2 separate regions of the Triticum aestivum genome follow, and region 2 is linked to region 1. A link is a contact called in public Hi-C data. All regions are on one chromosome and are shown on one strand. Each heading gives the region's core, a stretch centred on a gene start, on an enhancer-like site or on the middle of the called end of the contact. The rest is flanking DNA. Distances are from core to core; before and after follow the strand shown.

Evidence for each region. A called contact is a pair of places that touch in the nucleus more often than the background predicts.
Region 2: a contact with region 1 is called in a Hi-C map of leaf, with 5 times the contacts expected there. The contact joins the promoter of LOC123052349 here to the enhancer-like site in region 1. A contact is called at or near these places in 3 of 5 Hi-C or Micro-C datasets (leaf and an unstated tissue) and 1 of 1 datasets of contacts at active chromatin or transcription factors (leaf).

What each region holds. Positions count from the first base shown.
Region 1 is chr2D:159,777,782-159,782,414 of IWGSC CS RefSeq v2.1, reverse strand. No RefSeq gene overlaps it. Among protein-coding and RNA genes, the nearest start is that of LOC123052348, 3.1 kb to the right of the region's middle. Within about 2 kb of position 2,269, at least 1 of the 8 cell types and tissues checked has an H3K27ac peak or open chromatin away from gene starts, as enhancers often do.
Region 2 is chr2D:160,260,154-160,264,786 of IWGSC CS RefSeq v2.1, reverse strand. It overlaps LOC123052349 (protein TIME FOR COFFEE), which reads right to left and starts at 2,844. Exons shown (of 12, transcript XM_044475489.1): 1 at 2,033-2,844; 2 at 1,790-1,941; 3 at 1,373-1,697; 4 at 878-1,280; 5 at 708-759; 6 at 493-516; 7 at 113-371; 8 at 1-23. The coding sequence starts at 2,537.

The DNA.
Region 1 (4,633 bases), core at 1,020-3,519:
ATAGTTTACAAGCCAAATAAAATTTAAATTTTCACAAATATATTAAAAAGAAAAAATAGCCGATACATCTATTGGTTGCCAACGTAAGCCCACATATGCTCAACCAAATCATCTTGCAGTTGAATGTGAGTTTTTCAATGATACATTTGATGATGAAATCCAGTGAATTGTGCAAACGTTGCCGCTCCTCCATGCTTAGGCACAACACTTTCACCCTGACATTGAAACCTATTGTCGTAGATTTCATCCAGACGTTCATCCTCTACGACCATGTTGAGCATGATTACACAAGCAATCATCATCTCCCACAACTTCTTGGTGCTCCAAGTTCCAACGGGATATCGAATGATGCCCCATCGAGATTGAAGAACACCAAAGGCACGCTCCACATCCTTCCTAGCACTCTCTTGTGCTTAGGCAAATCTCTTCCTCTTCTCTCCTACAGGGTTGGGGATTGTCTTCGCAAGAGTAGTCCACTGACGATAGATAACGTCAGCTAGGTAGTATCATTTGTTGTCGTGGTGGCCATTGATCTATGGGCAGTTGCCTTCAGCAAGCCTTGCGAACACCAGAGAGCGATGAAGCATGTTGGTGTCATTGTGAGAGTCGGCCATGCCGAAGAAATAGTGCCAAATCCAGAGATCTTGTGAAGCCACGGCCTCAAGTATGACAGTGCAAGCTTTCACATGGCCACTATATTTCCCCTGCCAAGCAGAAGGACAGTTCTTCCATTCCAGGTGCATACAATCTACGCTACCAAGCATCTCCGGAAAGCCCTTACTGGCATTGGTCACCGACAACCGGGTTGTCTCTACAACAGTCGGCTCTCTCAAGTACTCTGGGGCAAACACTGCTACCATAGCCTTGCAGAACTTGTGCATGGAGTCTAGGCATGTGGACTTGCTCATTCGAATATATTCATCAATGAGATCACCGGGTACTTGCAAGCATCCGAATAGCTGCAGTGCATTTATGATAAGAGGAGAAGCCAATCTTTCCCAGGGCATCCTCCTTGCTCTCGAAATAGTTATCATACGCCACCACCCCCTCCCGGATATGGTTGAACACATGTCTAGCCATCCGAAAGCGGCGCCGAAATAGGTGGTGTTTGAAGAGCCTATTAGGGGACTCGAAATAGTCCTGCCGGAGTAGGCAATGGCCGCTCTCTCTGTTGCGATTCAACGCCAGAGTATGCCCCGTGATCTAGCCCCTATACATCAGCCACTGCCTACTAATGTGGTCATGGATGACCAAAGCAGCAACCACAATCTCCTCATCATCGGACGACGAATCATCCGAATCGCAAATGAAATTATTGAAAGTACTCGTCACCGGCGTCCATTTGTACCTTGCGGGCGAACCGTCGAACACCTTGCGGGTGTGGTGGAAGAAGCCGGTTGGTGAAGAGCCTCGCGCCTCTATGAGACCAGGTAGCAGGATTATCTGCATGGAGGCGAACGTGGCGGCGTCTAGCGAACGAGGTACACGCGTAAGGCGGTGCGGCAGTCGGTGGAGGCGAGGGGGTGCCGTCGACGTTGGAGTACTGCGACGGCGGCAAAAACGGTCTACCGACGCCGTAGTATGGGGTCGTCGAAGGGTGGCGTGTTGCTAGTGGAGGTATCTGGGTGCGGGCGGCTGGCCTGGGCACCAGAACTGGGTGCCGGCGACGAGGGGGCGGGTTGGTTAGCTGGTGGTCAAGGGGAGAAAGGGAGAAATGGCCACTGTGTCACCGACTCGTGGGCCGGGGGAGGCTAAGGGTGGACGTCGCACACGTCCACTGTTTGTCCGCGCCGACACAAACGTGACCCAAATTTGGGCATGAAATAGGTCGCGCACAGACAAAATACAGACGCTGGTGCGCGTTGTGCCATCATTTGTGTCCGGTTCGATCCAAAGGGACACTCGCGAACAATTTGGGTATTCGATCCAAACGGACACTCGCGGACAATTTGGGTATCTCCCCCACTGCTCTCCGTCTCTACCCCAATGCTATCATTCCCCATCAAATCCACTCACCGCGGGCCGAGCTGGCGATCCCGGTGGTGCGGCGGTCGCCGAGGAATCCAACCCCGCCCCCTCCTTCCCCGGAGAGGCGGAGCAGCCGCCGTCCCCGGAGGAGGCACTGCCGCAACGGTGGCTCGCGTATGCGACAAGCCGTTAGGCCAGTCCGGCATGGTTGGCGCGACGCAGCGGTGCCACACGACGAGCAAGCCACCACCTCGGCGACCTCTCCTAGCGGGCCGCCGACCAGGATTCGTGACAAAGAGGGCATCGATGGACAGGGCGATTACGGAGGGGGGGGCGGGGGCCTCCTGATCGCCATCAGGGCCGCGCGCCTCTTGGGGGGCTCCGGTCAGTCGGCGCGGTGGAGGAGCACCGGCGACTCGCGTCGGTTGCGCCAAGAAGAGCACCGGGGTGGCCCGCCGCGTCTGCACATGAGGAGCACAGTGGTTGCCGCTCCTTCAGCCGCGCGTGGTGGAGAACTAGCGGCCCGCGTCGGACGTGCAAGGTGGAGCACCGGCGTGTCTTCATCGCCGTCGTTGTTGTCCACTCTGTCGCAGCGCGTTGGGTGGTGCCGGTGCGCGTCGTGAGGATCCAATCCCTGTGTTTGTTTTAGTACTTCGTTTTGGGGGAGATTATTTCTTTCTTAGGGACTGTTTGGTTTTAGGCCTAGGAGTGCCACACTTTGCCATACAATATTGTCAAACTTGCCTAAGGTTAGTTCTTCAAAATGAGAGCCACGAGTTGGCAAGCCTAAGGGAATTTTACCACACTTTTTGTGTGTATGTAACGTGGGATCATAATGTGGCTTGCCTAAAATGTGGCTTGAACCAAACACACACCTAAGTTGGTCAAACTTGCCTAACCTTAGATGTGGCAAGCTTTGGCAAACTTAGTCTTAAACTAAACAACCCCTTAATTCCACATCTATGTGGATGTTTAGCCCATCCGATGAAATACCATGGTTACTTTTCAGGTTCATTTTGCCATGAACTTTGTATCAGTTTTGTCCGAATTTGCCCTATGAACATAGCACATGATTTTCTGAAACTGCCATGTGCTTGAGCATCGTGTGACAAGGTATGGGCGTGTGGCCACTATAATGACTAACCTACGGGGTGTCACTTTCAGGTTCCTTTTGCCATGTCTTATATGAGTCTTTTTTTTTTTCTAATTTTGCCATATGAAGCTAGCACATATTTTCTGAATTTGCCACGTTTTGAGGCATCGTCCTAAATTAGGATGACGCCATGATGTGTTCTACGAGCATCATGGCAAAGTAGTTAATTTGCATTATGGCATTTTCACGTACATTTTTTCCCATGTCTGAACATTTTTGTACAATTATATTATGACATTTTTTGTTATATGATGCATGACATTTTTATTGAACATGACATGACAAAAAAATGCCATGTTAAGTTCAATAAAAATGCCATGGAACATACAACACTTTATGCCATGGCATAATAAAAATGCCATGTGGAAAACAATAAAAATTCCATAGTTGCCATGCTATACTATTAATAGTTGTAGTACTAAAATAGACGGGAGCGACCTTTTGGTGGACGGGGGCATTGACTCCTGTTTTTTCAAATTATTCAAAAGTCATATTTCCAAGTTTTAAAATTATGAAAACTTATACATACTCATGGTGGAGCTGTGAAATTTCGTTCAAAAATATTATGATTTGCAAGTTACATAAAGAAACAAAATCCCGGCCCAACAATAAAAAGATTGAACCATTTTTATTTATTTATTTTCTTTTTTTGTCTACGCCACGTATGAAAGTATATTGTCATGAAAATTTTCTTGAACGTTTTATATGTCTACTTGTGTATGTACAATTTCTTTCTTTTTTTTGCGCTGTGGAAATACGCTTTTCCTAAAGTCCAGCAATGCACACGTCCACTGAAAGGCATTTTCGTAAAACAGCCATGTTATACTACTAATAGTTGCCATGTAACATGATATAAAAATACCCATCAAAATACTATGGTATTTTTGGTAAGATTGTATCATGGCATTTTTGTTGTTGTATGATGCATGACATTTGTGATTGAACATAACATGGCATTTTTTGTTTGCATTTAAGAGAAATGTAGGTTTTCTACTTTTGTGACATGCAAATTCATAACTTTTTATTGTATTCTTTAGAGCATGGCATTTCTTAGAGAATATTTTTCCCACTAACCTTGCCATGTGCAATTTTATTAATGTACCTTAGCATTTTTAGTTTTTATACCATGGCATTTTTACTAATTAGAACATGACAGTTTCAAAGCAGGTAGCATGGCTTCTTTTTTGTTCCTTAGTCCATGGCAATTTTGTTAATTAGACTATGGTTAAAAAAAGTAGCTACATGGCAATTTTTAGTAATTAGACAATGGCTTTTTTTATTAAGTAGATCATGGTTTATTCAACTTACGTAGCATGGAAATTTTATTTCTACAGAGCATGACATTTTTAATAATTAAACCATGGCATTTTTATTAAGTAGACCATGGTAGTTTAATTTAGTTAGAATGGCATATTTATTCTTGAGAGAGCATGACCATTTTTGACATATGTGCTGATTTTTTGGACTTGTGATTGACTTTTTTCCGACATGTCTATTTTTCCTATGTCAACT
Region 2 (4,633 bases), core at 1,595-4,094, 480 kb before region 1:
AGGCGGTGAAGCAGCAGGTAGAGCTGCCAGATGAGGAAAAACCCAAATCAACAAAGAATCACCTTTTACAAAAGCAGTGAGAAAATGGGGAAGAACCAGGCGGAATTCTTACGTGATTTCTCATGCTTGACCTCGGACTTTGAGGGCTTGTGCTGCTGCTGCTGCTGCTGCGGCGGCAATGGCGGCTGTCTGCGCTCAGATGGCGACTTTTCGTCGCCTTGGCTGGGCTTCTCCAAATCAAGCTGCAGAGTGAGCTTCTTTGGAGCATGCTCCTCCGCCGGAATCCTTTGCGCCTTCTCGTCCTCCAGATTGATCTCCAGGCCTCTCCGGGTCCTCTCGCCATCTTTCTTTTCAGAATTTCCTCTCACATCCTGAAGTCGGAGCAAAAGATGAACAAGAAATGGACCGATCAGAATCAAACATCCAATGCTCCAGCCGCTAAGGAGGTCAATCAACAGAATTGGTGAAACTGAAGCAGACAGAGGCACCCACCACGTCCATCTCAGAATCCAATCCCTTCTTATCCGCATCAGGGTCGGAACAAGCACAAGGGGAGAGAAAAGGGTGAGATAAAAAAAGGGCTGAAAAGAAAACAAAAAAGCCAATCAACAGTTGCGGCAAAAAATTGTCGTTTTCAATCTTTGCCCAGCAAATTCCGCAAGACCAATTCAGCCACACACACACACACATGAAAAGCAGATACCCACCATGAGATCAATGCAAAACTTTTCTTGCCGAGCGCCATCAGATGCCAGCTCACTGATAAAAAAATAAAACAATTCACACGAAATTGTGAATATACTAATCAGATCGGCACAATCCAAAGGCAATAATGGTTATCACAACACCAATAATATAAAAAATCCAAATGGCCCACCTCTTTGTCGCGGTGGTGGCCTCCCCATTCCTGGCCTCAGAGCCGACCGGCGCAGCAGCCTCGCCGTCGGGCTTGACTGCTGCTGCCGGCGGCTCGGCCCGGCTGCTCTCGGGCCCGGGATCCCGTCGATCTGATTCGCTGGCCCGGAGCTCTGGATCTCTTCCTCTGTGGTCCTCCCTCTTCTCTGGCTCCCGGGTTGACTCCTGCTGCGCACCAGCGGTGGCGGCGGCGGTGCTGCTGGCGCCACTTTCGGCCACAGCCAACACCGACGGCTTCGCATCTGATCTCGCCACCGGAGGAACTTCCGGCCTTGAGGGCGGCTCTGCCGTGTCCGGTTTTGCTGGGCTCGCCGGGAGGTTCTCGTTGTCGTACTTGACGAGCCGTGGCCGCTTCCTCTTTGGGGCTGGCAAAAGCAGCGAGAGAGTTTATTAGACCCACAAAACCAAAATTAGCAACAAAAAATCATTCCAAGATAAAAATTTACGAGCTGCCCACCTGTAGTGGTGAGAGAGGCTGAATCTGCCGGCCGGACGCCAGATGACGACGGAGCCGGCGAAGAGTTCCCGGACTTGGCCTCCGGCGCGTCCTTTGGCTCCGGCTTGTGGTTCGTGTTCTCCTGCTTGGGAGGGCAGGGGAACTGCCGTGTCAGGCCAAATAGCACCTCGGCGACCTCGATCTCCTCCTGAATGAACGATGGCGACTTGGAAATCTTTGCTGGTGGCGGCTGAGGCGGGGCTGCCGGAGGAGCTGATGCCGGCGACGGCCGCTGCTTCGGTACAGGCCCAGAACCGCCGCTGCTCCCACCGCCGCCAAGTGTTTTCTGCGAGACACCGGAGAGAGAGAGGGAAATCAGTAAGGGCAGGAGTTGGGAATCATGAGGGGAGATGGATTCTGTCGGCCTGAAAAACGCACCAGCTTTTTCCGAACAGGGGCGGTGGCCGATGTGGATGCCGGCGAGATCGGCCGTGAAGAAGGCCGCTGGATCTGCGAGCCGTCTACAGCGACGGCGCCGCCGCTTCCACCGCCGGGGCCTGTCCACTCGTGCGAAGACCTCTTGGTAGAAGCTGCGGAAAACAGGAGGAACGCCGGTGAGATTAGGGAAACAGAAGCGGCAAGAAGAGCGAAAATTTGCTTGTTTTGCGGTGCATAGCATACCTGAGCGCGCCTTCCTCGGGACTGGAACGCCGATCATTTCGTCGGCGGCCTTCCACACTATGGGGCCCTTGGGATTGGAGCCCCCCCTCCGGTGCATCTGCTGCTGCCCGTGGTGGTGGTGGTTGTTGTAACCGCCGCCGCCGCCGCCGCCGCTGCTGCTACTGCTGTGGTGGTGCGCGGCGCCAGGCTGTGGCGGGGACGGCGGGGGCGCCGTGCTGGGCGAGCGGCGCTGCACCGGCGGGAACCTGGGCGCGGAGGCGGCGAGCTCCTCGTCGGCGTCGTCGTCGTCGTCGCCGAGGCTGTCGTCGGAGGTGTCGTCGCCGTCGTCGCGCCCGTTGCCGTTGAGCATGAGCCGCTCCCCCCGCCTCCTCTCGGACCGAGGCGAGCCCCTCGGCCCCGCGCCGCCGGAGACGCCGCCGCCGTTGCTCCTCAGCCGCCGCCGCGGCGGTGGCGCCCCGCCGGACATGGCCAGTGCGGCCCTCCTGCCTTCCCGGATCCGCTCCATGTCAGATCTGAGGCATGCGCCTCCGATCTCCCCTCCTAGTCGCCGCCGCGTCGCCGGCGTCCGGCAGACACCGCCGCCGCCGCGCAGATCCACGCACCAACCGCCTCAACAAGGCAGATGGAGGGAGAGAGCGAGAGAGCCCGCCCTCCTTCTCCTTCCCCTCGTGCTCACGAGTATCTCCTCCCTCTCCCTCTCTCGATGCTACTCCTCTCCTAGAGGGAAGAGTGCTCTCCTCTCGTCTCCCTCGGCTGGAAGGAAATGGCTGCTGCTTCTCTGGTCTGGTGTGGCCTCCTCCCCTCCCCTTGTGGCTCGCTTTCTAGGCCTCATCCTCTTTTTGTCGCTGCCCATGCCCGCATCCGACGGCCAGGATCCGCCCGACGCATCCGACGGCCCCGCCCCCGCCGCTGCCACCGTGGCCGCCCCCACCGCCTAGCACCCAACGGAACACGCGATAAAATCTCGTGGACGCTTCCTTACGCAACAAGCATGGCCCGATGACCGACACGTGGCGGGGCAGCCGAGCCCCGAACCGTCCACGGGCAATAGCAGGTGGGTGGGTGGGTGATGGCGCCCATTTGTTCCCTTCCCCAACCAATTTTTTTATCCTTTAGTAAAAACTTAACACTCCACGCAAAATAAATAAAGCAAGGAATAAAGAAATGGGGGTACGCCATCGGCTTTAGCCCGGGGACCACCACACGCGGGTCCGCGTGGATGGGCCTGATCTGGACAGTGCGGAGGGTTTCACCCGGCTGACGTGGCGCCTGCGCGCACCGGTCGCTGCGGGTGGGTTAAAAGGGCACGAGGGAAAGTCTCCAGGCAGGCAGTGGAGGGCGGGCGGGGCCCACGCATCTCTCCGTCTCATCCGCTTTTCTTTTCTTTTCTTTTTCTCTTTCGCGTAACGTTCTGCTCGTGGGCTCCGACGTGGCGGGGCGGGTGACGTCGGCGGGGCCCGCCGGCCACCAACCTTCACCGCACTACTGGCCTACTTCTACTTCAATGAATTAAGATATTCCTTAAAAACACCCGGTAGTTTATAATATCATTAACCACGGAGGAGATCCGGAAGATGTCATTGTATACGCGGATTGCCGCGGTCACTTAACTGGATCATTATTAAAGGCCAGTAAATTTAAATTTAGAATTTCGCTGCGGTGCGGTGCTGTGCGGGGCGTCGTATTTTGGATCCGGACGCCACCGGGTGCATGGTGGCCTACCGCTGCTTGCTTTAGAGCAAGTGAACGGTGCTATCCTTAGCCCACAGGATTTAAATTCTGCTGCTCGCATTTATTTTGAATTTATTTCAGGATTTCTGACGATGCATGTTTAGTGGGATGCGTTTTAGTTGACTACGAGGCGCCTACGATGACTTCGTAGAGTCTCTAAGATGATATGCCGACTTGATGTTTAACGATGTGCTAATAAAGGTAGGGTGTGCATGTGTTCGCTCATATGGGTTGGTATATGTGCGTACATATGAGCGTTTGCGTCTGTATTGTATTGTGTTAAGAAATATCTACAACCATGCACCCCAAACCAGCCTCAAATGCCCGGGCGGACGGCCCGGTCATGAAAATTCGACCCGCACGGGCGCCACAAACGGGCCTGAAACGCCCGGGCTGACCGGCACCCCTCATATTCAGCCCAAATCTGGGGTGGATACGAGGGCGCTTGAATGCGTCCGCCACATCGGACTGACGACGAGGTCCCACGCGAAATCGCCCGGAAACCCGGTGATCCGATAGACATCTCCTCCGGTGGGGTGTGAACGATGTGTGGTTCCGCTCTAGCTCACCGCCGGAGGCCAAATGCGGCTATTTAAGCCGGTCGGCGTCCCCCAACCCTATCCCATCGACCTCCTCCCTCTCTGTGCCGCCAACCCGAGCCCATCCACCTCCTCTCTCCCGCTCCGTCGCTCTTCGCACGCTCTCCGGCTTCTCCATGGTCCGGCAAAAGATAACCACCTACGCTATGTTCACGCCAGAGCGCCAGTACCAGATCGAGCAAGAGATCCGGGGGAGGCGCATCGCGCGCGCTGCCTGCATCGCTGTCGGGCTGCCTCCAGACTTGCCGGAGCTAGAGGAGGAGGAGCAGAC